Regions from separate parts of the Mus musculus genome. Here all the other regions are linked to region 4. A link is a contact called in public ChIA-PET, HiCAR-type and promoter capture Hi-C data. All regions are on one chromosome and are shown on one strand. Each heading gives the region's core, a stretch centred on a gene start, on an enhancer-like site or on the middle of the called end of the contact. The rest is flanking DNA. Distances are from core to core; before and after follow the strand shown. Region 1 holds the start of Nolc1 (nucleolar and coiled-body phosphoprotein 1). Region 2 holds the start of Fbxl15 (F-box and leucine-rich repeat protein 15). Region 3 holds the start of Pitx3 (paired-like homeodomain transcription factor 3). Region 4 holds the start of Pcgf6 (polycomb group ring finger 6).

Region 1 (6,772 bases), core at 2,952-5,451, 980 kb before region 4:
TCGACAGCCGTAGCTCCGGCTCATAGCCACAGTCACTGTTCCTTTATCCAATACAGGAAGAGAGAAGGGTGGTCTTCATTGGGAAAATACCTGGCCGAATGACTCGGTCGGAGCTGAAACAGAGGTTCTCTGTTTTTGGAGAAATTGAGGAGTGTACCATTCATTTTCGTGTCCAAGGGTAAGTCTTAAAGTTGGGTTTTTTTTGTTTTTTTTTCCTGTTAAATTTTTATGCCTTGATGCTTCTCTGTTTTCCCTGTCTTCTGCTGGGCTGGGCTGGGTCCCTTTGGTTTTGTGGTTTTTTTTTTTTTTTTTCCTGAGACAGGGTTTCTCTGTGTAGCTCCTGCTGTCCTGGAACTCACTCTGTAGACCAGGCTGGCCTTGAACTCAGAAATCCACTTGCCTTTGCCTCCCAAGTGCTGGGACTAAAGGTGTGGGCCACCACTGCCTGGTCCCCTTCATTTTTATAATCAGAAGGTTGGCCATTGGGGAAATGAGAAGAAACACCTCTGTGCCCAAATGGCTCACCCTCTCCTCTAGTGACAACTATGGTTTCGTCACTTACCGTTATGCTGAAGAGGCATTTGCAGCCATTGAGAGTGGCCACAAGTTGCGGCAGGCAGACGAGCAGCCCTTTGATCTCTGCTTTGGGGGCCGAAGGCAGTTCTGCAAGAGGAGTTACTCTGACCTTGGTGAGTGTTGGAGACGGGCTTCTTGACAGCATTTGAGAGGAAAGCTTGCTCTGGGTTTGACATACAGAGAACCCCAGAGTGGGTGAGTGGGAGGGGCCTCCCACGTTCTTCACAAGCAGGGCAGTTTGCCTCCCTCTGCTTCTTGGATGGCCATGGCTCCCATTTGAGAAGTGTGGTAAGAGACCTTAATTTTTGTCCCTTTCTGCTTCTGTAGACTCCAATCGGGAAGACTTTGATCCTGCTCCTGTAAAGAGCAAATTCGATTCACTTGACTTTGATACATTGTTGAAACAGGCCCAGAAGAACCTCAGGAGGTAACCCTGGGCATTCCTCCCCTACCCATTTTCTCTGGAGGTGTCCAGCCTCTTCCAACCCCCTCCCCAACTCTAGGGGAGAGCTGCTAGTGTGGAAAATGACTGTTTTATAAGGAAATGGAGAAAAAAGTTCAATAAAAATGTGTTAAATTGGGATTTTTAAGTGGTATTTGGTTTTTAATAACAGGTGTTGAACAAATTAACTTGAATTTCTATGTAAGGTGGTGGGGGGGGGAACTCTAATAAACATGAACTAGAGGGAACTTCCAGCGTGTCCTTTCTGTGTGCTAATGTCTATCTGGTATTTCTCTGAACACAGTAAGCCGTCACTCAGTTCCTAGGCCCTCTTCTATAGGTGTAAGGTCACATTGACTTGGCCTCTCACATCTGTCACATGTAAAATAAGGCAGGAAAAAACGTCTCGAACTTGAAAGGCATGTGAAGTTTATATTTTGACAAGACTCCTGTATCCTCATTCTGTGTAGCTAAAGGTGACCTTGAGCTTCTACCTCTCCACCACCCAAGTGCTAGGATTCCAAGCACCCACGTTACCACATCTGGTTTATATGATGCTGGGCATTGAACCCAGAACTTAGTGTATGTTAGACAAGCACTCTCCAGCCCCATCCCCAGCCTGTTCTGTATGTGTGTGGGAGGCAGCATATGTGTGTACAGAGGCAGGACGGTTTCTTAGACCCACCTCACGAGTCCTGACCTCTTCACATCTTCACAGCCCTGAAGCTCACTAAACTGGCTTGGCCATTGTGTCCCTAGGAAGCCATTCTCCGCCTGCCACACCTGGCAGTTTGTTGTGGAGGCTCTGGAGAATCAGTCCCTCAGGTCCTTCGTGTTAGACAAAGGTTTTAGGCACTAACACCCCACCCCCCCTTTTTTGTTATTGAAGCACTGGGTGGGGTTTGAGTTTAGAGGCTCAGACATGGGGAAGCAAGAGCTGTATTGTTGAACTAACGCAGCCACCCTTTCTGGGGGAAGGATAATTGTACGTGTACATACCCGTTTGTGCATTGTGTGTGGCGGTAAGAACCATGTCTGGATGCCAGAGATTTGTGTCCAGTATCTCGTTCCCCACTTTTGTGTTTTTTGTTTGAGGCAAGAATCCCTGGCTGGCCTCAAAACTCAAAAGATCCTCCTGCCTTTGCCTTCTGGATGCTGGGATTAAAGGTGTGTGCCACTACACCTCATCTGACGAGTTTATTTGAAACAGGCTCAAATGTTTAGCTGTTGTAGAATTTGCAGTCTAGGCCAGACTGGCCATGTTTCCAAGCCCCCTCCCTTTATTTTTGAACGGAGAAATCTAGCCAGTGAGCTCCAGGGTCATCAGTACCCTGCCAGCCCTAGGACTACGGATGCAAGCCACTGTGCCCTGCTTGTACAGCCGTGTCAAGGATCTGAACTCGGGTGTTTATGCTTGCACGGCTAGCATTTACACCGGCCCTTTCTAAATTCTGTAGAGCTGTGCAGGCTGGACTGGAATCCCGGTTCTCCTGCCTACTCTCTTCAGTGAGAGCTGCTAGGCCTGTGCATGAAGATAATTTTAGGATACAGACTCTTGTGGGGTGAAGGAGGTACAGTTGTTTGTTGGTTTTGCTTTTTTTTGTTTTTCCAGCCAGGGTTTTTCTGTATAGCCCTGGCTGTCCTGGATCTCACTCGTGAGGTCACCTGCTTCTGCTTCCCAAGTGCTGGGATGGATTAAAAGTGTGTGCCATCATGGCCTGGTTACTATGTCAAACTCCTCCCCTTCCACCTCCTTATCTCTCTCTATCCCCCCTCTCCCTCTTATCTTCTCCCTCTCTCAGACATCTGCAATTTTTGCCTCTCAACTCTGGGTTTAAAATCATTAGCCTCCGGGTGTGGTGGCTCATGCCTTTAATCCCAGCTTTCGGGTGGCAGAGGCAGGCGGATTTCTGAGTTCAAGGCCAGCCTGGTCTACAAAGTGAGCTCCAGGACAGCCAGGGCTACAGAGAAATCCTGTCTCGGAAAAACAAAACAAAACAACAACAAAAAAATCATTTGCCACCATACCTATGAGAATAAAAGTTTTCTCAACTGGGGTTAGTGTCTATTAAGTGTCATTAAAGCTCACCAGTTTGGTTTTGATCACCATCTTGGTTTGTGAATTTTTTTTTTTTTTCTTTTTTTCCGAGACAGGGTTTCTCCGTGTAGCCCTGGCTGTCCTGGAAGTCACTTTGTAGACCAGGCTGGCCTCGAACTCAGAAATCCGCCTGCCTCTGCCTCCCGAGTGCTGCGATTAAAGGTGTACGCCACCACCGCCCGGTGGTGTGTGTATTTTAAAAAAAACGATTTTGAGGCCGGGCGTGGTGGCGCAAGCCTTTAATCCCAGCACTCGGGAGGCAGACGGATTTCTAAGTTCGAGGCCAGCCTGGTCTACAAAGTTAGTTCCAGGACAGCCAGGGCTATACGGAGAAACCTTTCTGTCTTGGAAAAAAAAAAAACAAGCCAAAACAAACAAACAAACGATTGTGTATGCATAGAAGCACCTCTGGGAAATAGGATAACGGGTCCTTTTAGAAGGAGCGCCTGTTTTGAGGAAAGTAAAAGAAAGGTATTCACCGGAAGTGCATCTTTATTGCTTCCTGACCTGGACAGTAGCTGATACTGAAGTTTTCCGAATTCACTGTGACTTCTTTCTTTAGGAAGAAAGGATTTTTCTTGATCTTTTCCCTGGGATGGTCCCGTGTTCCTGTTCTCCGAATTGTAGATGGGAAGGATAACTGTCTTGTAACCTAGCTATGACTGACAGACAATGTGGGGTACCAACACCTTGTCACCACAACTTTTAGGATCCTCTGATTTGAGTCTGGGTCTGGGTGGTATCCTGAAGGACTTCACTGGGTGTGAAGGGAGGGAGGAAGCCATTGTCCGTGGGAGTTTGAGCAGTAGGTGACACCTCTAGAAGGGTTGAAAGAGCCTCGAGTTCTCCAGTGCACCCATTATTGTTAGTCCATTCAGTACTGTGAGGTCTCAGTAGCAGCCAGGGCTTGGAAATCTACAGTAGGAAGAAGCCCATTCAGCAAAGGTAATGCGCGGGAATTTGCAAGTTTTCCCGCCTCGGACAGGAGCGTGGCATCTGACGTAGAAGCTCCGCCTCCTTAGTGGGCGGCTCGTGGGCTCCGCCCCCTGCAGGATGATGACGCGTGTGGGACCGGAAGCAACTTCTAGATTTAGTCTGGGTCTCTCCTCCCGGGTGGAGGGTACGCGACCTCGTGTGCGCCACTCTTTTCCGCTGCGCGCCGCGCGCGACTTGATGACGACACTGGACCCGCCCTCGACCCGGGCTGTGCTTTGGTGTTCTTAAGTCGTGCCGCGTGCGCAACGGTAGTGACGCGTTTTACCCGGAGCATGGCGGATACCGGCTTGCGCCGCGTGGTTCCCAGCGACCTTTATCCCCTTGTGCTCAGATTTCTGCGGGATAGCCAACTCTCGGAGGTGGCCAGTAAATTTGCAAAAGCGACCGGCGCTGTGAGTCCTTGGTTTGGTCTGCGGGCCGGGGTGGGACGACTCTCCGAGCTAATCTAGGCCTTGTCGGCTTTAGAAGTTAAGGAGGCGAGGGCTGGGGTCTGTCAGTCCGTTGTCTGCCCAGCTTCTCTGCGGACCTTCCTCAGGCTGGAGGTCTCGGTGTCTCCTTCCACCATGTCTGACTAGCTAGCTCCGAGTATTACGGCTTTTACTTGGTGTGAGTTTTTGCAGCGGTGACAGGCATGGGTCCCTCGTGACCCAGGACATGTGGCGCTAGATCCCTCCGGGAGCATTGGGTTGGCGGTGCGTGGTTCTTCTGTACTTTTTGTTGGACTTACCCTTAATTGCAGTTTTACCTGAGACTCAAAGATTTTAGTAATGAAGGCTTGGATTCTATTTATACACTTGTTTGTTTTTACAAAAGAAGATGAGTGAGTGCAGGGATAAATTGCGAAGTAATGATAGCTAGGACTTCATATTGTATTTACTTATTTTTTTAAAAAGAAAAAAATGAATGAGTGTGGTGATAGGTTGCTTTCAGTATACTCTAGGAGTAGTGAGCGTCCGCCTGTGTTAAGTTGGCACTGAGCTTGGAGCTCCAGGTAGTGATGTTAGGCCAGGCTCTGCGGCTTTCTGCATGTATGATCCCAGCAGCCTTTTGTTTGAGACAAAGTTCATGTAGTCCTTGTGTAGTGGAGGATGGATATGAACTTCTGTACCTCTTGTCACAGCCTCTTCATGCTAAGTGCCTTACTGCCCTGCAGCACACTTTGTATACCATACTGGCCTTGAACTCAGCTCAGTCTCTGTCTACCAAGTGCTGGGATTAAAGGTGTATATCACCATGCTCAGCCCAATTTACAGCTTTTGAGTGAATGAGACTCACTGAGAGAAAAATGCACAAAGTAGTAACTCCATTGTAGGCACACAGGAACATGGGGTGAGTGACAGCTGTTATGTAAGAGCAAAATGTTTACTCTGCACCTTAAGAAAAGCTGTAGCGGGCTGGAGAGACGGCTCAGCAGTTACGACCACTGACTGCTCTTTTAGAGGTCCCGAGTTCAATTCTCAGCAACCAACCACATGGTGGCTCACAACCATCTGTAATGGGATCAGATGCCCATTCTTCTAGTGTGTCTGAAGACAGCAAAGATGAACTCACATAAATAAGGGGGAAAAAAAATGAAAGAAAAGCTGTAGTGTTCGTGGAAACACCTTGAAAGGCTGTAGGCCTTAGATCCTGGGACTCTTGGGTTATAGGCCACCAGATCTTTTGAGATAGGTTACTTCTTTGTAGCAAAATACAAAAAGGTGATTTTTGCCACAAAAGGAAAGATCAGGTCAGTCTCATAATAAGGGAGTTCTTTCAGCCGGGACAGCCTGACATGTGATCTGGTAATACATCCCCCAACCCCCCCCCCCAACTCCATGTGCTCTGAATTGATGGACCATCTAGCCAGTGCTCATTATTACTCTCCTCTTCTTCCCTCCCTCCTATTTTACTTTATTTTTTTGGTTTTTCGAGACAGGGTTTCTCTGTGTAGCCCTGGCTGTCCTGGAACTCAGTAGACCAGTCTGGCCTTGAACTCAGAAATCCGCCTGCCTCTGCCTCTGCCTTCCAAGTGCTGGGATTAAAGGTGTGTGTCACCACTGCTCGGCACCCTCCCTCCCTCCTTAAGGCAGGGTCTCTATGTTCTGGCTGTCCTTGAACTCACTATGTAGACCAAGCTGGCTTAAACTCCGATCTGCTTGCCTCTCCTTTCCATGTGCTAGAGTTAAAGGCGCGTGCCACCGTACCTCGCACCTTTCTGTTTGCTTACAGTTTATTCTGCACATTTGTGTTTTGCCTGCATGTCTGTCTGTGTGAGAGCTGCCATGTGAGTACTGGGAGTTGAACCTGGGTCTTCTGAAGGAGCAGACAGTGCTCTTAACCACTGAGCCACCTATCTAGCCCTGCCTTTCTGCCTTTAAAAGTCATTTAATTAGAAAAAAAAAAGTTAATAGTTAGAAATTATGAGGCCAGAGATGTCAGAAGCTCTGTATGTGGAGTTAACAGGTACTGTTGCGTCTCCTGTTCTGGGTGCTGGTAATGAACTCAGGTCCTCTGGGAGAGTAACATGCTCTCTCAGCGACTTAGCCATCTCTCCAGCCCTCAGCTAACGCTCTGTTATCAATTGGTACAACATTTCTAAGACTTTAAAAGATATGGAAAGGCACAGGGATATACCATAAAGTTTTCACGCTCAAAGTTAGGTGATATGTAAGCGTAAT
Region 2 (6,245 bases), core at 1,152-3,651, 720 kb before region 4:
ACACAAAGAGGTTCCCAAAATTCAGGCTCTCGTTCTCTGATGCACACAGAAACAGGTGTATCAGAGACCTCCTCGTCACAATCATAAACACAAATGCATATTTGCTCACAGAATCAGAGACACACATTCTCTCCTCCCCACACCAGTAACCAAGTCTGGGTGGGTGAGGGGGCTGCACCACATCCCTCTCCCTCAACTCCAGGGATATGAAATATCTTGCCCAGCCCAGAAGAGACCATAAAGGAAAACCGGGCCTCTGATGGCAAAGCAGCAGCATAGAGAAAGCTGTCAGGAGCAGCACCCCAGCCAGACAGGTTCTTAAAGCTCAACAGGAGCCTGGACCTCCCCTGTGAAGGCCCTCCTCCAAGGCACCCCAGTACTCACCGCTGCTCGTCAGGAGCTGGAATCGAAGAGAGGCAGAGAGGCTGGGCCCCGCTCAGCTGTAAAAGCAGCAAGGCTCCCGCTCGCTCCAGGCCCGCCCGCCCGCCTCTCAGTCCCTCCTCCACCCCTCCCCACGCTCTGCTCAAGCAACGCTAATCCCCCCCCCCCAACCTCCCTCCATTCCCAGGGCCCTAAGTCCCAAAGAATGTCACCACCTAGTCACTACCTAAGACTCACACCAGAGGAAAGGGAGAATGTGGAAGACCCCATTCTGTTCCCTAAACCCTCATATGCCCCACCCCACTCGTGTTCAGTTCTCTCTCGTCCATCATCTGAACCACACGTAGGGTCCAGATGCATACGCCTGTCCTGCTCCAGACCCCACGCGTGTCCCTAGGAGGCTGCCACATGACCTGTTACATGCCACACGCGCTCCCGCCCCCACAAGCACGCGGCCACGCAAAGCACACGGTACGGAGTAGATCGGACCCGCCCCCTAAAACCAGAAGACCCAACTATGGAAGGGACATTAAGCGAATGCAGTCATAAACACTTTGGGGTTCTGAACCTCAGACCCAGGAGTCCTGTCCTGAACCCCAACCCGGAGTGCAGAGGAAGGATAAATCAGACTCCAGGAGGAACTTCCTTACTGCCTAGGTTAATCGTCCCGCCTTTTCAGGGACGAGAGTTTAGAAGGGATGACCCCGAGACTGGGACAAGAAGCACAGGCAAACCTTGTGCCCTTGGCCAGGGTGGAAAAGGGTCTGGCTCTTTTAGGAAAACGCCACACGAGTTACTATGGTAACTATTCTCCTTTGGAAGGCCAAGACCGGCAAGTTATGACCTGGGAAGAAAGAGAGGGTCGATTCGGGTGGCCAGAGGGTGCGAGGACGTTCGAAGCGGGGGTGCGCGGGGCTCACCGCGGGGAGGGGTGGCGCGAGTTCCGCGAGGTGCTGAAGGGGACAGCGCCAGATTTGTCGTAATGCGCAAGCGCAGAGGCGCGAACAAAGGGGGGGGTGTGGAGGCGCGCGCCCGGAGGTGGTGCGCGCCCACATCAATCTTGCAGAGATCCTTCCAGGCTACCCCTTCCCCAAGTAGACTGAGACGAGGAAGCAATCCCCTCATCCACCTTCACCCTCTTGTGTCTTTCCGGTGCTAGTTGGCTTTTCTCTTTATGCTACAATTCAGTAATGAGGTAGTGTAGAAGGAATTCTGGGAAAACCAGGATTTCTGGGTTCTTTATCCTTGCTTCGTTTGATCCTGGTTAGGGAGCTTTCTCCCTAGAGCCTCGATTTGCCTGTCTTTAAAATGGACGGTCCTTCCTACCTTTGCTGATGTACCCAAACCCCTGATAAGGATGGGAAGCAGTTTTCGTTACGAAGCGGCTGAAATGTTTGCATAAGGGCACGCAATCATGTAGATAGGATGCAGCGGTCTTACAGTCTTTCGCATGCCCCACACCCACCTCAGATGTTGGAGGAAAATATTACGCCAGGGGTTCTCCAGAGAGGGACTTGGGCTTAGTATCTGGGGGTGCAGTGAAAGGGGAGCCTAGTGGTTGAGCTTTGGGAAGACAATGTCCCTACAATTAATCCAGGACCAGTCAAAGCAGTACGGCTAGTGGCCTGCACTGAGCAGGCAATTCCTCTCGGACTCTGGACCGCTGGAAAGCAGACCTGGCTGGTCCTATATAGTCCTTTGTCCTTAGGCAAAGAGCCGGACTACGCTGCCCTGAAGTGGAAAGAGATGGATGTCATGATTGTGCATTTCACAAGAAATGGCAGGTTTAAACAAGTGTGCTTGAGAGTAAAAGCCCTAGCGTCGCCCATTTAATCTAGTCTTTTGGCAGTTGCTTATTGAGCACCTAGTACATACCAGCTAGTTATAGTCTGGGCAGCCTCTCCCCCTTTTCTTTTTCCAAAGTCGCTTAAAGGCGACCAGAGGACAGAAGGAGGCACTGGGTAACCTAGGAGTCCTGGCTCCGCCCCTTCTGCCTTTGGCCTTGTCTGCTCCTCCCATCACCACTCAGAGGCGGCTACTGGCCCGCAACGGAGACCGAAAGCAGTGTTCGCTCGCCGCTACTCCAGCCTCGGGCTTCAAGCCCTGTAGCTGAGAAGACATCTAATGGTACATCACTGGTCCGTTCTGCCTCAGTTTCGGGATCCATCCGAAAAGCTTCCTGACAAGGATTCTCAGTGAGACCGCACTCGATTAAATCGGTCTGTCTCTTCCGACCAAGGAGGCGGGCTCGCCGCAGCCGCTTCAAGGCCAAAGCGAGTGGAGCTTACTGCGCACGCGCAGTAGACAGCGATGGAGCCACCAATGGAGCAGTCCGGAGGGGAGCAAGAACCAGGAGCTGTCAGGTACCGAGCACTGGAGGGGCCTAGGGAGGGAGGGCAGCCGAGTCTGGGCCGGACGCGGATCCCTCTTGCCAGCCGGGACTCTCGGGTATAACAGAAGGACTCGCACGTAACAGCGGCCCGGGGACGTCAACGCCGTTTTCCCCCTCAGGCTCCTGGACCTGCCCTGGGAAGACGTGCTGCTCCCGCACGTCCTGAACTGGGTCCCGCTGCGCCAGCTGCTCCGGCTGCAGCGCGTCAGTCGCGCCTTCCGGGCGCTCGTTCAGCTGCACTTGGCGAGGCTGCGCCGCTTCGACGCCGCTCAGGTGAGCCGGGGCCCGGAGCCACGCCCACGCCACGCCCCCGCGTGGGTACCACCGTCGCCCCGCCTCCAGGCCAGCCCCTGCTGCGCGGTAAACCCTTCCCGACCCCGGGTGAGACGTGGAGAATTCCAGAGGGCAGCGGCTCGGAGGGAGCTCGGTGTCCCTTCTGGGAGGGCAGGGGGCAAAGTCCCGAAGTTAGGCGGCTGCCAGGCAGTGGCCCGCCCCGGGGACAGACTTGAGTCTCCGTGTCTCCCGCCCGTAGGTGGGTCCACAGATTCCACGGGCGGCACTAGCCCGGCTACTGCGGGATGCTGAGGGGCTGCAGGAGCTGGCGCTGGCTCCGTGTCACGAATGGCTGTCGGACGAGGACCTGGTGCCGGTGCTGGCACGGAATCCACAGCTCCGGAGCGTAGCGCTGGCCGGCTGCGGCCAACTGAGTCGCCGAGCCCTGGGGGCGCTGGCTGAGGGCTGCCCGCGTCTGCAGCGCCTTTCCCTCGCTCACTGTGACTGGGTGGACGGGCTGGCACTGCGTGGCCTCGCTGACCGCTGCCCGGCTCTGGAGGAGCTAGACCTCACCGCCTGTCGTCAACTCAAGGACGAGGCCATCGTGTACCTGGCGCAGAGACGCGGCGCGGGCCTCCGCAGCCTCTCATTAGCAGTCAACGCCAATGTTGGGGACACTGCGGTTCAAGAGTTGGCTCGAAACTGCCCGCAGCTCGAGCACCTAGACCTCACCGGCTGCCTTCGGGTCGGAAGCGACGGTGTCAGGTGCCTGGGCATGGGGGCGGTACTGTAGGAAGTGGGCAGTCACTTTGGGGATAGGGAGGTGGGTTGTACTTGTCAAAGACCCATTAGAAAGACCTCTGGCATTTTTTAGGCTAGAAAGTGTACAATTAAAAACAAAACAAAACCAAAAACCAAAACCAAAACAACCCCCCCAAAAAAAAAACAAAAACAAAAAATAAACAGACTTGGGAGCCAAGATTGACACACTGAGAAATGTCACATAAAGTTGATTTCTGGCATTTCTGCAACAAGGTGGGTAATCTAGAAACACTGGAAGGAACTATGGATTGGTACTCTCTAAGAACCAGAAACCCCAAATGAGCCTGGAGTCTGTAATTCCTTCCTGGCCCCTTCCTTTAGGTACAGTAAAAAAGAGCAGACCCTGAGCTGGAGGGAAAGCTAGAACTTGCTGGAGCCAGCTGCGGGTTTAGAGGGCTGGCCCTCCAGACCGTGAGATTCAGCACCTAGCATCACCATACTCCTCCCTCAGGACACTGGCCGAGTACTGCCCGGCGCTGCGCTCTCTGCGGGTGCGGCACTGCCACCATGTGGCTGAACCGAGCCTGAGCCGCTTGCGGAAGCGTGGTGTGGACATCGACGTGGAACCACCCCTGCACCAGGCTCTGGTGCTACTCCAGGACATGGCAGGCTTCGCACCCTTTGTCAACCTACAGGTCTGACTAACTTTCCTTGGGGTGGGAGCACAGCTGGACTGTGTAGCCCGGGCTTGACCCTGAGCCATAGGGAAACTGAACTGTGGGGGCCTGTGGTTGACAGGCCTGTGAAATCCCCTGTCCCACCCTGGAATTTCAAATAAAGAGCTTTTTACCCCTTCTTGCGTGGTGCATAGGGGACGGGAAGCTGGGAACTAGTCAGAGAGACAGGTTTTTTCCCTGCCCTGGGGGCAGAAATGAGCAGAATGAGCATATACCTTCCTTGGACCACTTTTACTGTGCTCTTGAAGGAAGCCCCAAGAATAGAACACTAGAGCAAGGGCCTCCAGAAGGGACAGGGTGGATGGGAGGGTGTCTGCATCCCTCTGGGATCAGCAGTGCTCGGCAGGATCCAGCACTGTCTCAGTGGAAGCGGTACTTTCTGGCCGGCTTGAGGTTGATGTATGTGGCCTTCATCTCCTCGGCCTCAGGGTTCCGGACATCTTTGAATCGCTCTCCCTTGGTGCTCACTACTTGGTTGTCGATGTATCGGATCAGCTTCTTGGGGGCCTGTCAGGCAATCAAGCAATGAATGACGAAAACCAGGGCTTGGCACAGCTCATTCCACACCCCCCAGCTGCAGACCCCCTCTTACCTCCTTGGGAGCCATAGGTCGGTGAGTCTTCTGGTCCTCCGCCCTGTCCACCATCATGTACCTGCCAAACGGACTGGGTGAAGCTCCGGCCACCTGGAAGACCCTCCAAGGCCCTGCCCAGCCCAGACTTACTTCTGAAGGATGAAAGACTTCAAGTCATCCTTTTGGGGGCCTCTGAGACGCCTGGGCAAGTCCTGCAGAGACGGGAGACCTATGCTAAGCCCAGTGGTAACAACATGAGCAGAGATGAAGACAGGCAGGGTATGCACTTAGCAAGAAGGGCAGCGATGAGGACAGGCAGGCTGTGCACTTAGCAAGAAGGCCTAATGGAGCTGAGGTTACTAGGGCGGGGGGGGCTGAGAGAGGATACCTGACTTGGGCCGTCCCAGCCTGGAGGCCCCTCTTCCTTGCCCTCTACCAGCATGTGCACAGCTTCCTCCAAGTCCCCCCGAGCTTTGGCCAGCACCCACTGGGCCTGCTCCATAGAGCAGGTAGGGAAGACCTCCAGGAGCACATCGACTCCTGGCAGTTCTTCTGCCGCAGCTGCCTGTGGGCACAAAGGCCAACAGTCGGTTCCGCTTCTTCCCTTCCCACCCCGAGGCCCTTTGTGGGTCCTCTCGCAGTACCTCATCTAGGGTGTTCCCGGGAGCAGCGGGAGGCCTGCTCTCTTCTTCGAGCTTTTCAGCTTGCCTCGGGGTCTCTGGAAAAATGGGCACCTGACCTTGGACACAGGAGCTCTGTGGGTGCAGGTTCTCTTCAAGAGGCAGAGAGGGTATCGGATTTGGCAGGGCTCGGGCGGGGATGTGAATCCTCCAAATACCAGGTCCCCAAACTCACCTTTGTTCCTAGCATCGCTCAGCTGCACCGAGAGCTTCTGCATCATGTCTCCTATTATACCTCTGAAAGGGCAGAGAAGGTGGTGAGGGGGACCACTCTGCCCCAACCCCAGCCAGCCAGGCCCGCCCCCTCCTTTTTGCCCTACCCAAGCCTTACCTGGGGATGTGGGCAAAGCCAGGCACATAAGCCTCCATCATTTCAGTGAAGGCCTCCATATCAAAGTTCTCCTCTGATGGTCCTGAGGGGCCCAGGTCCTCCAGGACCCCAAGCA
Region 3 (6,254 bases), core at 2,668-5,167, 900 kb before region 4:
ATTTTAAGACTTCTAATCGATTTTGCATCCTATTTCATAAAGCACACCATGTCCATATACACACCTGGCCCCAGTCTTAAGGAAGACAGACCGTGGCCAGCCCATTGCCGTCCTATTCCTGGACTGCCTTCCTAGCTCCACACCAAGAAGCGTTACTGCAAGCCCGAGGACATACAAGCAGATGACATACAAAAGTGACATCTTTGTGACCTTTATTTGCAGTGGTAACTAGAATGGATCAGGCTGGGGAACAGATTTGTAAAGAAGGTCGAAACCATGCCAGGCAGCATTGGGGAGGAGGCACTGAGGCCAGAAGTTTCCAGTTCAAGGCCAGCCTGGGCTACATAAGGAGGCCCTGTTACAAGTAATCAGAAAGTTAAAGATGGTCTTGAGGTGGAAGGATGGGGAGAGTCTTGTACATCACATATGTCTCTTACCATAGTTCTCTCCCTCTCCCCGCCCCCCATCACACTTACAGGCCACTATCAATTACTGTGCACACTGTAAGTCCTCTAAAGCTCAGATTCTAATACCTCCTTTTGGTTAGCTCTCATCCCCCTCTCCCATACTCTAGCAAGCGTCAGTCAAAAAATGGGGAAGGAAGGATTCGACATGCTTTGATCACTGTAGTTCAGCCTCAGACCTTGCACCCTGCCCTCTCTTCCTAGACCTAGATCCTAGGCTCTCATTGACATTCTCGAGCAGTGGACAGGCAGAGTTCAGATCAGGCTATTTGGTAGAAAGGTGAATATACAGTGGGGAACTCCTCATGTTCTCAGAGAGGGATAGGGGTGATAGCTGACACTGGAACTCCAGGGAAGATGTTCCATCTCTCCTTAAGAGTCTGGCTGTAGCTGGATCAAGGGTATGATCAGACTACTCTAAGGCAAAAGCCCTTGCCTTCCAAAGAAAGATGCTATGGTCACGGGGACTGCAGTTTGGGCAGAATAATAGCCACGAGGCTTCTTCCAGTGTCCCTCCGTTTACAAAGAGCTTTCCTTCTATACGTGACTGATATGCTTCATTTAACCCACAGGCCCCCGAGTGGCAGGGGTGTCTATCCCTGCTTATATCTCCAAGAAGGCAGGAAATAGTCCCAGGTTGCACAGAACCAAGAGGTTTGAACCGAGTTCTGCTATTTTTCTGGTCTTCCACGCCACACTGCAGCTATGAGTGACTGACACGTACTGATTGCCAGAAGCCCTCTTAAGATCCAGTTCTACTCAACTGCCTCTATTGCTTCTCTGAAAAGGAGCTCTGGAAGTTAGCTGTCCACAGGACCCAAGCACAGTTTCCTAAGCTTGTAAGCCGCCCACTCCCAACCCCATCTCCAGTTTCAGGAGTTCAGCAAGTAAAGTCTTCTGCTCATGTAGGTCTTTTTGTGTTGTAGATTTTCATCCTGCTGCACCTAAACTTTCTGTCACTCTTCCCTGGCTGCATTCCTGGTTCCCCATGTCAACTATTCTCTGCCTCTGTCTCTCTGTCTCTGTCTGTCTCTCTGCCTCTGTCTCTGTTTTTCTCTCTGGAACCCAGGACCTTGGATATGTTGTGCAAATACTTTCTCACTAAGCTATACTCCCAGCTCCACTCTCTGACTTCTCTAGGCCTGTAACATCTTCCCTAAGAGCTGCTGGTCAGTTACACACTCGGCTACATGGTTTCATGCAAGAATGGCGGATTTTCTTTTTAGTTATCTTTGTTATGATGTTATCTATCTATCTATCTATCTATCTATCTATCTATCTATCTATCTATCTATCTATCATCTCTTTGGTGAAAGCAGAACTTTGAGTTTTCAAAGAACCAGCTGTAATGCCTTCTTTCTTTCTTCTCTAACATGGAGTCTTTCATTTCCTGGATAGTTTCAGTGATTTTTTTTTCTTTTTTTTCCCAAAGCAACGGGAGCATAAAACCCTGAGACCTGTATGATAATGAGATGGGAGCAGTTGAGGCATGGTTTTCTATTTATCAAGGAGAGCAAGGGACAAATAAAAGATGAGGAACAAGGTCTTAGCCAGTACCTAAGAAAACTTTAGGACTGAGGAATGGAAGTAGGCGTGTAAGAAATAAGAATTATATTTTACTCTTGGGTGGAGAATGAGAAAAGTAGCCTCCTCCTCTCCCACTCCCTTTCTTTCTTCCTTTCTCTCTCTCTCTCTCTCTCTCTCTCTCTCTCTCTCTTTCTTTCTTTCTTTCTTTCTTTCTTTCTTTCTTTCTTTCTTTCTTTAAAAGATAACTCATTGTTAAACAGTGCCTTGCGTTAGTCCTCCTGAAAACTCACCCCCTGGCTGAGTTGTCATGTTTGCGAGAATAGATTCAGAGTTCCCTTTGCTCTGTCCTCTTCTGCCTAACTGGGCTCTAGCTAGAGTTGGTGGTCAGGGAGTGTGGTCATTGTATTGGTCCAAAGGAATCAGCCTCAGCCAGAAAGAAAGCAAACTGAGACATTCTTCCTGGCCAGGCTGAGAGGCTAGTAAAGGCACCCCGTGGGACCACAGAGTCGGAATTTCAGCGGCCCCTTTCTCAAGACCATAGGCTTTGCTTTGTGAAAGGGTTAAAATTTTCTTGTCTGGAAGGTTCTTAGTTGGTCAAGGAGCCTTGAGTGGGCTAACAACCAGACTAGGAATTTGAGGGTATCCGGTCAGTTGTACTGGAATTAGGGTTAGAAAGAAAGAAAGAAGGCCTAACAGTTGACTTCGAGTTTGTGAGGGGACTGAGCCCCTCGGAGGCTTGTGAGTGGCCTGCGGCTGCTGCACCCTGTAGCTTAGTCTTCCCTTTGTAGGGCTTAGTCTTTCCTCAGTTTGGATTGGGGAAGTCTACTGATGCCCTGATCTCTTTGAGCTGGAGCGGGGGTTGTCTTGCAGAGGAACCCTGCCCCAAGGCCGTGCTGCACCCTTTACTCTCCCAGCTCCTTTCAGGCCCAAACGGGCAGGAGAGGCAAAATCAAGTTTGAAAACTGGGAGCTGGGATTTCAGGGGACCCACCGAGCCGACCCCATGGCACATAACGCAGCTGGGCAGGCGCTGCCGGATAGGTGGACATGCCAGTCGGCCAGGGACATTCCGTTCACCACTGCTGGACACATCGTCTGCTCCCCAGAGAGACCCACTTTGCCGCCCCAAGCGTTCTATCCGTTCCAAACCCCACGTGCCGCTGACATTCTGTCCGATTCCGAGGAGGCTCCAGATCTGGACCCTTCCAGATCCAAACGGCCCACGACAGACCTGCCAGTCGTGTCGCGTTGTGCTGGCAGCTTGGGCCCTGTAGCTCGCAGCGGCCATCTGACCCAGTAGCGACTCTCGCAACAGGGCTCCAATTCCAACTGCGGAGCAGCTGGGAAGGAAAGCATGAGCTACTACGCGCACCCCTACTTCCAGACGCTGGAGTCTGTCTAAGCCTGGGCCAAGTGGCGCTGCGAGCCGCCTGTTGCCCTTAGGCTGAGCGACCGCTGCCCTCTCCTCAGTTGGCTACCCTTATCACCTTCTGGCCCTTGCCGCTTGCCCCTAGATTTCAAGGTGCTCTCTGGTAAAGGTTTCCAGACTACCCACTCTGTGGTTCGTGCAGTTCTTCGGCTTCTCTCTGAGTCCCCTAAATCTCTTCTCAGTCCCCCACGTCCTTCCTCAGAGTTTCCCTTCTCCCATGTCCCAGCCCCGGGGCTACTATACGCCTTTTCCCTTTTGACCGATTCCCCAAACACCAGAGTTCAACCGCCCCAGGTTTCCTTTTAGGAGTCCCAGGACCAGCCTTGGTCCCTCGGTCCCCTGAGCCCCTATTCCCTGCATGGTCAAGTACTCACAGTGCGTCCCGCAGCAGGCAGACTCCGGGTGGTGGCTGTGGCGGCGGCGTTCTGGAGCGCAGGCAGGGGCCAGGGGCCAGGCACCCTGCGGGGTGGGGGCCGCCCCCCTGCTCTGGGGCGGCCGCTCCGCTGGGCTCTCCCAGGCTAGCGGAGGAGAGAGTGAGTCTCACAGTGCAGTGCCACCCCCCGCCGGCGCCCATTCACTTTATGGCAACCCAGGGCGCCCCCAGCCCGCCGCAGCATGCCGCGCGCCCCAGGCCCGCCCCTTTCCAGATGCGCCGCCCTTGCTCCTCCCTTTCCAGCTGTGAACCTTTAGGCCCCACCTTAGTGGGAGGGGTCCTGCCACCCGGCAGCCAAGAACTCCGCCCCTATGGCCAATCAGAAGCGTTTGCCATCCACTGAGCAACGCCCCCTCCCCACGTGGCCCGGACTGCGCTCCAGCTGGGACTCTCGGGTTCGGCAAAGCTAGCAAAAGTACGGTGGTCCGTGTCGCCCCTGAGTCCAGCCCGAACTGTGGCTAATTGAGGCCTTGGGCTCTCCCCGGAGTCACGAGAAGCAGTGCCGGGGGAGACGGCTGCAGGACCGTCAGGCGGGACAGAGAACCCGGCTGTCGGGTCTCAGCTCCCACACTTTGCTGCCGCTCGTTTCGCCGATTTTCTCCACTTGTCGCTGTCTGTCTTTCCACTCTTTTGTCTCTATTCCAGTCCTCGTGCGCCTTCCTTTTTTCTTCTGACCACCGCTTTGCTCCCTACTCTATCACTTCGAAAGGCTTTCTTTTTTAAAGACCACCCCTCCTTTCCATCCTATCTTTCTCTCCTTAGCTATCTCTATTTTTTTTTTTCTCCCCTAAAGAAGATAACTTGGAGAAAGCAGGATTTGGAACGAGAGAAATCAAAGTGGTATACAGCAGCATCTTCCCTCACTCACTGACCTTGGACAAGTAACAACGATGCCTCCCTGGCTTCCAGTGGCTGTCTGGCCTTGTGTGCTTCAAAGGTGTGAGCACTCGGCCTCTCACGCTGCAGTTATCAATTTGCCTGGGCTGTGCTTTCCTGGCCTCAGCCGTGTCGTGTTTCCCACGACAACAGATTTGGTCCTGTGGGTAAGGGTAGCGTTGGCGTTTTTGGATTAAGTGTTTGCAAGGGACAGGACAGGTGTCCAAGGAGTATGACAGGCGGGTTACTTAGTGCCCCTGAGAGTCCTTAAGCCCCGTGCAGTATGCTCCAAAGATGAATCTAAGCATACGTATCAATTTTTAAAGCACGATAGTTCTCTTTACTGCCTTCAGGAGAAAGTCAAAGTTTCCTAATGTGGCATATTTGATCTTCAGGACCTGAACTTCCAATCCCCCCTTCAATAGAGTCTTGCTCTGTAGCTCTCTGGTTTTGGCTGGCCCTAAACGTTCAACTATTATCCTACCTCTGTGCATTGTACTGAGTGCCCTGATTTGTCTTCATCTTCAGTTTTGTTCATCCTGAACGACCTCTAATTTTTCCTGACCAAAAACAAAAAACAAAAAAAACAACAACAACAACAAAAAACAACAACAACAACAACAAAAACAGTCGTTATATTGCTGATCCTAATTTCTGAGTTCCACTTAGGTTCTGTTTTATCTGAGAAGCCTTGCCTGAACTTCCAGGCTGGCCAAAGGTGTAGCTTCTTGCTCTCATGACCCCTTATGTATAGATTTGATATCACTCCATCCTCCATATTGAAGGAATCAACTGATGTGTTGACTTGTATAAAATAAAATTTAGGAGAACAAGAAGCATTTCTTTCCTCTTTTTCTATTCACAGGCATATAGAAACTCAATAAATGGGGGGCTGGAGAGATGGCTCAGCGGTTAAGCGCACTGACTGCTCTTCCAGAGGTCCTGAGTTCAAATCCCAGCAACCACATGGTGGGTCACAACCATCTGTAATGGGATCTGATGCCCTCTGATTCTGGTGTGTCTGAAGACAGCTACAGTGTACTTACATATAATAAATAAATAAATCTCTGGGCTGGAGCGAAAGGGGCTGGAGAGAGAAGGAAAAAGAAACTCAATAAATGTTGCACTGAAATAAATAAAAAAAAAACCTGTTTTATCTGTTAAATGATGTGTAGCACCTGTGAGGGGCTGGGGATTGCTTTCTCTCTGTCTCTCTCTCCATCTTTAATTGATAATCACATACTTCTAAGATGTCTAATGTCTGGAGGCATACCTAGATAGGGAGGGGAGAGTAGGGAGTTTTAGTTTACTTACAGGGTTTTCCTATTTGCTCTCCAACCTGAGAGAAGCCCTAAAGACCAAACGAAGAGAAAAATGGCTCAGAGGTATCATAGAATGAAATACCTTGGTGATCGTATCATCTTCATCTGACTTCCTTTAGGTTCCTAGCTGGACCTAGAGACCAAGACCAATGCATAGACACAGGGAGTTGTTGGGGGATTCTTCATATTGGATTTGGCTCTGAT
Region 4 (6,599 bases), core at 1,276-3,775:
CTCAGTTCCAGAGAATCCAACCATCTCCTGTGACTCCAAAAGCCCCAAGTACACATGTGGTACACATGCACACATAAAAGTTAAAACAAACAGACTGCTGAAGCTAGGTGCTGTGCTGCACACGCCTTTAATCCCAGACTCGGGACGCAGAGGCATGTGGATCTGAGGTTAAAGCCAGCATGGTCTACACACTGAGTTTTGCTTTTAAAGTCTCCAGCAGATCTAGCCGTCTGTGCCTGATACACAGTAAGTGCTCCACACACACTTCTTGTGCAGTTCCCTTCCTTCTCGTTTTGATAGCATTCAAAGGATTTACCCCCAACTGCACAATGTCAAGATTTCAGAAAAAAAAAAAAAACAAAAAACACTGGCAACAATGATTTTAAATGTGGATACATTTTAAGTGTGTATATTCTTACCTTATATTATAAAGAGGCTGAGTCTGGTGGACAACTATGTTGCATTTTGGGCATCTGTTACTATAGTAAAAATGTCTCACAATGCAGCTTTTACAAACTAGTGAAAGAGAAAAAATGTTTAATTTAGGATGGTTTACAGACATCTTCACATTTTTAAAACACCATTCGGAAATGCGAACTATGTGCTTACAGGTATGAAGACACTCTGTAATGGTGGTTGCATCTATCAGGTAACCTTTGCAAATCGAACACAGGATGTAGGGGGTCAGCTCGACAAGGTTTATCAGGCGCTGTAAGTGCAACAGTAACCATTTTAGGATACAAGCCTTTCCCTTCTCAAATTCAGAAGCTAGCTGCAAGTAGGAAGTCTAATGCCTATATTCCAACTTACACAAGTCAGCTGTGACATCTGAGCCCAAGAGTGTTGGTAGGGTCTGGACTCCACCCCCACAGTTACTTGGCAACAGCCAGGTATGCTCCTCCCCACAGTTACCTGGCAACAGCTAGGTAGGTTTGGCCCACTATAAAAGGGACTGCTTGCCCCCTCCTCTTACTCCTGCTTCTCTCCCTTGCCTCTTCCCTCCCTTGCTCCATCTCTCTCCCCATTCCCTTCCCGCCCTCTCTACACGTGGTCATGGCCCTCCTCCACTTCTCTACTCTGTCTCTCTCTCTCTGCCTCTACTACCCTCTTAACTTCCCTCCCCATGCCCTGAATAAACTCTATTCTATACTATATCGTCGTGTGGCTGGTCCCTCAGGGGTAAGGGATGCCTTGGCATGGGCCCGCTGGGGCACCCCCTTCCCCCACACCTCGCCACACCCCCATAGAACATATATTAATACCCCTTTATCTTTTTAAAATCACAACATCAAACCCAGTCCAAAGCCAACACTACAAGGTCTCATTTCAAAACAAGTTAAGCCATGATCCCAAGATTTCATTATAAGCAGTGTAACTTAATTGCACTCCAACCCTTCAAAATATCCAATCTAAAGAAAACACTGTATCTAAGCGGTCCCAGTTCTCTGACATATAGGAAACTAACAGTGAAAGGCACCTGTTCTTTTGTTGGTTTACAAAAAGCCCTTAAACCTGCCTGGTCTCCCCACATTACCAAGGATGACTTTGAACTTGCTGCCTCTGCCTCACGAATGTTGGTAGTAACAAGTGTCTACTACCACATCCAGTGTAGACAGTGCTGTGACTCGAACTCCGAGCGTCCTGCAGGGCAGAGATACACTGTATCAACTGGCCTACACCCTATCCCCGGGATGCCTTTCTTCACACATTTGTTATTTATTTTTAATGGGGGAGGGGTCCCAAACCCTCTCAACATCCTGCAGAAAAAAAAGAGTACACCTGCCAGTAGCCTTAGACATCTAACTCCCTCCACGTTACGCAAAGACTTTTACAGAATGTAAAAAAAACAAAAACAAAAACAAACAAAAAAACGGGACCCAGAGTGCCCTAAATGATCTGCAAGGACTCCACAAAATAAATGAAGCCGGAGAGAGGCCACGCCTGGGTGGGCGGGGATGGAGCGCTACACAAGCGCCGCGAGCTCCAGCGACAACGGCAACCACAGGTCTGCGCCCCGCTGGGTCCCAGAGGCCGCTCGAGCGCAGCCAGGTCTGGCAGGGTCGTCGATACCTCCTCCTCGTCCTCGGAGTCTGCCCGTCCGGACTCCAGACGCAGAGAGAAGTGGCTCATCTCTTCCTCCTCCTCTTCTTCCTCCTCCATCTCCTCCTCCTCTTCCAACTCTTCATCGTAGTCCTCGAAGCGGCCTCTCAAGCGGCCCAGGCTGCGCTCGGGCTCCAACGCCGGGGGCCGAGAGCGAGAGCAGCCGGCAGCGCCCGCCTGGCCCAGGGACGCCGGGCCCTCCTCGCCGGCCGCGGGTGCCGGGATGAGGGCGGGCGGAGAGATGGGAGGCGGAGGCGGTGGCGGTGGCGGCATGGCTGAGGCTCGCTTGGCCTCAGAGGCGCGCTTGTTTTCCGTGGCGTCCGTCTCAGCCTCGTCCATGGCGGGGATCAGAAATCTGGCGAGTTGAGAGCGAGGCAAGGCGAGTCGGACGGCTAGCGCGCGAGTTGAGCACGAGCCCCCTTTCGTACCAGTGCGCAGGCGCCGGCGCTCCGCAGAGGCCGCTGGGAAGTGTGGTTCACCTAGGCTACCTAGGTGAGGCGGAGCTGCTCAGGTTGGGGCGGGGCGTGTGGGCCACGCCTTGAAGGAAGCTCACCGGTTTTCGCGGTCGAAGCCTGCAGTGTGCTGTTCAGGAGAGTCTAAAATGCTACAGTTTCAGTATTTTACTTGCACCAGTTTATTCATGGAACATTGAACTCTAGATGCCATGTGTTCTTGAATTAGGAGTGATGGTTTCATTTTGAGGACTAATTGTGGTTTTCCGTCCATGGTTAATGGCATCTATCTACTTAGTAAGACCTTGTCTCACCAAACAAACAAACAAAAACCCTAAGCTGGCTCAGCAGGTAAAAAATTTGCCTCCAAGTGTGACGACCTGAGTTCAATACCCATGTTAGAGGGAGAGAACTGATTCGCGAAATGATTTCTGAGAAATGAGGGGGAAAAGTTAGAGGACAGCTTTGATAAGAATAACCACATAAGCCAAGTATGGTTACCTACTTATTAATTTCAGCCTTGAGTAGGCAGAATGTTAGAGCCAAGGAATTTGAGACCCACCTGGGCAGCACTCCAACACCCCTGTCTCCAAAAGGAAGAGAAAAGTTCCAGACCTTACCCACTGAAGGGTGTCTTTGGACTTTTGAACACTATTGAGACAGTTAAACGTGGAGGTGTCTTGAGCTGGAAAGATGGCTCCAGCTGTTAAGAGCACTTCGATGCTCGTGCAGAGAGGCCCTTTAAGAAGAACCCCTCTTCCAAGCACCCAAATGGCTGTTCACAACCATCTAGTTCCAGATGCTGTCTTTTGTCCTCTCTGGGCACCAGGGATGCAAATGGTGAACATACATATATGCAAGCAAAACATGCTACACATAAAAATGAAAAATAAATAAAATATAGTTTTCAATTGGAGCCAAGTGGTAAAGGAACCTTTAATCCCAGCACTGAGGCAGAAACGGGCAAATCTCTTGAGTCCTAGGCCAGTCTACAGAGTGAGTTCCAGGATAGCCAGAGCATAACAGAGAAACACTGTCTAAAACAAACAAACAAACAAACAAACCCAGGGCTGGCTGGAAAGATGGCTCAGCAGTTAAGAGCACTGACTGCTCTTCCAGAGGGCATGAGTTCAAATCCTAGCAACCACATGGTGGTTCACAACCATCTGTAATGGGATCCTAAGCCCTCTTCGGGTGTGTCTGAAGACAGCTACTGTGTATATAAAGTAAATAAATCTTTAAAAAAGGCCGGGCGTGGTGACACATGCCTTTAATCCCAGCACTCAGGAGGCATAGGCAGGCTGATTTCTGAATTCAAGGCCAACCTGGTCTACAGAGTGAGTTCCAGGACAGCCAGGGCTACACAGAGAAACCCTGTCTTGAAAAACAAAAACAAAACAAAACAAAAATCTTTAAAAAATAAAACAGGGGCTGGAGAGATGGCTCAGCGGTTAAGAGCACTGACTGCTCTTCCAGAGGTCCTGAGTTCAAATCCCAGGAACCACATGGTGGCTCACAACCATCCTTAATGAGATCTGAAGACAACTACAGTGTACTTACATATAATAAATAAATAAATAAAATCTTTAAAAATAAACAAGTAAAAATAAAACAAACAAGAAAAGATGTAGAGGCTCCCGAAAGTTGGACTAAACACATTTTTCCATTATGAGATAACCCAGGAACCTATGGGGACTGAGAGGAACATGCTATGGTTTGAATATGGATGTCCCTCCACAGGTTTGTGTTTGAACACGTGGTCCCCAACTGGTGGTCCTGTTTGGGAGTTATGAAACCTCTGGCTTGTGTGACCTAGCCAGAAGTGGTGATAACTACAGGCAGGTTTGAAAGATATCCACTTCTGGTCCTGGACTGAGCTCTCTGCTGCTTCACTCAAATGACACATGAAGACTTACGGCTCAAACTCCTGGCACTACAGAGACGCCCCGACATACACTACAGGAATCTTCTGAGGGCATCAGCCTCTCGAGTGCCGGGATCACAGGCACAAACTGCCTTCCCACTCTTGTCTCTAACACGCCAAATGACAAAAGAAAATACAGACTGGATAAAATCAGGATAAAAGAGCTAAATAAAAAAAAAAAACATAGCTCTTGGGCTGGAGAGATGACTCAGCAGTTAAGAGCACCGACAGCTCTTTCAGAGGTCCTGAGTTCAATTCCCAGCAACCACGTGGTGGCTCACAGCCATCTGTAATGGGGTCTGATGCCCTCTTCTGGTGCATCTGAAGAGATCAATGGTAGTGTACTCATATGCATAAAATAAATAAATCTTTAAAAAATATATAGTTCTTTTATACTGATAAACATCATAAAGAAGAAATGATATTGATGTGTACCCTCCATTGATCATTGAACATTCCATAAAACTTTCTACCTGGTATCTGTATACCCCATTGTTTGAGTAAACCTGAAACAGGAGAGAAAAGCCAGAGAGTGTATATGAAGCCTGAGTCCTGGTACGAGTGGTATCTCAAAGCACTAAAGCCAGCATGGGCTTTTCAGAAAACACACTGAGGTGGAATGGTTAGGCATCTAGGGAGAAAAGTTAAAACAGTAGAAGAAGTTGCTCGTTCTCTTCTATCTTCAAGGAAATCTAGAACTATGATTGAACCTTGGTCAACCCCTGGAACTGTGGTCATTAGTATTTATTTTCTGTCAATGATTGATGGTGGTTTCCATGTGTGTACCTGGGGCAATGAACCAAGCTGTGCCAGTTTGTCACATGGCTTTGTACAAATGACAGGATTTATGATGTGTGCGTGCGTGTGTGTGTGTGTGTGTGTGTGTGTGTGTGTGTGTGTCTGTGTGTCTGTGTGTTTGTGTGGTTTCACTGTTGGAGAACTGACTTTCGAGACAAGAGTTGTGGCTGGCTATATAGCAAGAGAGGAAGAGAGGCACTCTTTGTTTTTGGTGTTTGTTTGCTGGGTTATTTGTTGTTATTTGTTTGTGTGTGTGTGTGTGTGTGTGTGCTTGGTTTGGGGTTTCTTTTGTTTTGTTTTTGAGACTGGGACTTGCTGGTCCAGAATTGACGATGTAGACTAGGCTGGCCTCAGACTCAAGAGATTTCATCTGAGTTTCGTCTGATGCCTCTCTAGTGAAGGTATTAAAGGAGTTCACCACAGCTGGCCCCGGCCTGCTACTGAATCTCAGATGTAGTTTCAGAGGACTACCAGGCTTTCAAAGCAGGGGCTGGCGTAGGGGTGGGGTGCTTCCGGAATACTCCCTTTCAGCAGCAGCAGCACCACCACCACCATCTTCATCATCATATTTGTGTTTGTGTGCGCACGTGTGCAATATGTGTATGTGGGAAAGTGCATTTACCACAGAGCATGTAGAAATGAGAAGACAATCTTGTAGAGTTGTAGTTCTCTTCTTCCTCCTCCATGTGGATACCAAGGCCCAAACTCATACCATCAGGTTTGTATCTGGTGGCAAAGTACCTTTACCTACTGAGCCATCTTGCTGGGCCCTTTAAATTCTTTAAACAAACAAACAAACAAACAAACAAACACAGACTTAATTCACTTTATTTTTCTAGTATAAAAACCCTTATGTGGTAGCCATAACTGGAACCTAGGTACACTGAACAGAGCCTCTGGTGTGAGTTTTCACAAGATGGCCAGCGAATTCCTGACAAGGAGACTTGATGAACACAAGTCTCTTTCCAGAGGCGGGGGTGTCAGGTAGCTGTGGGTCTTGGAGATAGGATCAAAGGTGGCCTTGGTAAAGTTGTCCAGGGTGGCAGTGCAGCCCTGGCTGCTGTGTAGCAGTCCTCAATGCCAGCCATCAGCAGTAGCTTCTTGGGCACAGGGGCAGAGATGGATGGCAGTGTCTCTTGGGGCAGGGATGAAGCACACCAACACAGAGCAATGGGGGCCTGTCACCTTACAAGGAACAGTGTGGGGCTTGCCAATCTTGTTTCCCCAGGTAGACTCTCCCAACAGGAACAGGGATGATGGAAAGCTTGACCAAAATGGTGGTCCCTCAGATGGCAGAGGTCAGGTCCTTGGAGCACTTAGCACCA

What was found. ChIA-PET counts read pairs in DNA pulled down with a chosen protein or histone mark. HiCAR-type assays count read pairs that join an accessible place to other places. Capture Hi-C pulls out chosen DNA fragments and counts their contacts.
Region 1: a promoter capture Hi-C map of liver shows a contact between it and region 4, with 3 times the contacts expected there. The contact joins the promoter of Nolc1 here to the promoter of Pcgf6 in region 4. A contact is called at or near these places in 6 of 39 promoter capture datasets (cranial neural crest, embryonic stem cells, erythroid cells and 3 more) and 1 of 9 other capture datasets (liver).
Region 2: a contact with region 4 is called in an RNA polymerase II ChIA-PET map of memory CD8 T cells, with 6 read pairs. The contact joins the promoter of Fbxl15 here to the promoter of Pcgf6 in region 4. A contact is called at or near these places in 6 of 39 promoter capture datasets (cranial neural crest, erythroid cells, frontonasal cranial neural crest and 3 more), 2 of 115 datasets of contacts at active chromatin or transcription factors (memory CD8 T cells and pancreatic cancer cells) and 2 of 9 other capture datasets (liver and macrophages).
Region 3: a contact with region 4 is called in a HiCAR-type map of astrocytes, with 5 times the contacts expected there. The contact joins the promoter of Pitx3 here to the promoter of Pcgf6 in region 4. A contact is called at or near these places in 3 of 115 datasets of contacts at active chromatin or transcription factors (astrocytes, bone marrow-derived macrophages and pancreatic cancer cells).

The regions. Positions count from the first base shown.
Region 1 is chr19:46,071,646-46,078,417 of GRCm38.p6, forward strand. Nolc1 (nucleolar and coiled-body phosphoprotein 1) reads left to right here and starts at 4,202. Exons shown (of 13, transcript NM_001039353.2): 1 at 4,202-4,504. The coding sequence starts at 4,385. Pprc1 (peroxisome proliferative activated receptor, gamma, coactivator-related 1) reads left to right here. Exons shown (of 14, transcript NM_001081214.1): 12 at 57-178; 13 at 538-689; 14 at 904-1,264. The coding sequence ends at 1,007. RefSeq lists an enhancer at 4,111-4,182 and cis regulatory regions at 4,124-4,130, 4,153-4,159.
Region 2 is chr19:46,325,783-46,332,027 of GRCm38.p6, forward strand. Fbxl15 (F-box and leucine-rich repeat protein 15) reads left to right here and starts at 2,402. Exons shown (of 4, transcript NM_133694.2): 1 at 2,402-2,744; 2 at 2,893-3,046; 3 at 3,306-3,811; 4 at 4,320-4,664. The coding sequence starts at 2,692. The coding sequence ends at 4,509. It overlaps Psd (pleckstrin and Sec7 domain containing), which reads right to left and starts at 1,374. Exons shown (of 18, transcript NM_028627.2): 1 at 1,302-1,374; 2 at 385-440. It overlaps Cuedc2 (CUE domain containing 2), which reads right to left. Exons shown (of 9, transcript NM_001164291.1): 3 at 6,131-6,245; 4 at 5,975-6,036; 5 at 5,764-5,891; 6 at 5,508-5,684; 7 at 5,270-5,331; 8 at 5,138-5,198; 9 at 4,030-5,052. The coding sequence ends at 4,906.
Region 3 is chr19:46,144,408-46,150,661 of GRCm38.p6, forward strand. It overlaps Pitx3 (paired-like homeodomain transcription factor 3), which reads right to left and starts at 3,918. Exons shown (of 4, transcript NM_008852.4): 1 at 3,794-3,918.
Region 4 is chr19:47,048,381-47,054,979 of GRCm38.p6, forward strand. Pcgf6 (polycomb group ring finger 6) reads right to left here and starts at 2,526. Exons shown (of 10, transcript NM_027654.3): 1 at 2,071-2,526; 2 at 610-709; 3 at 420-516. The coding sequence starts at 2,439.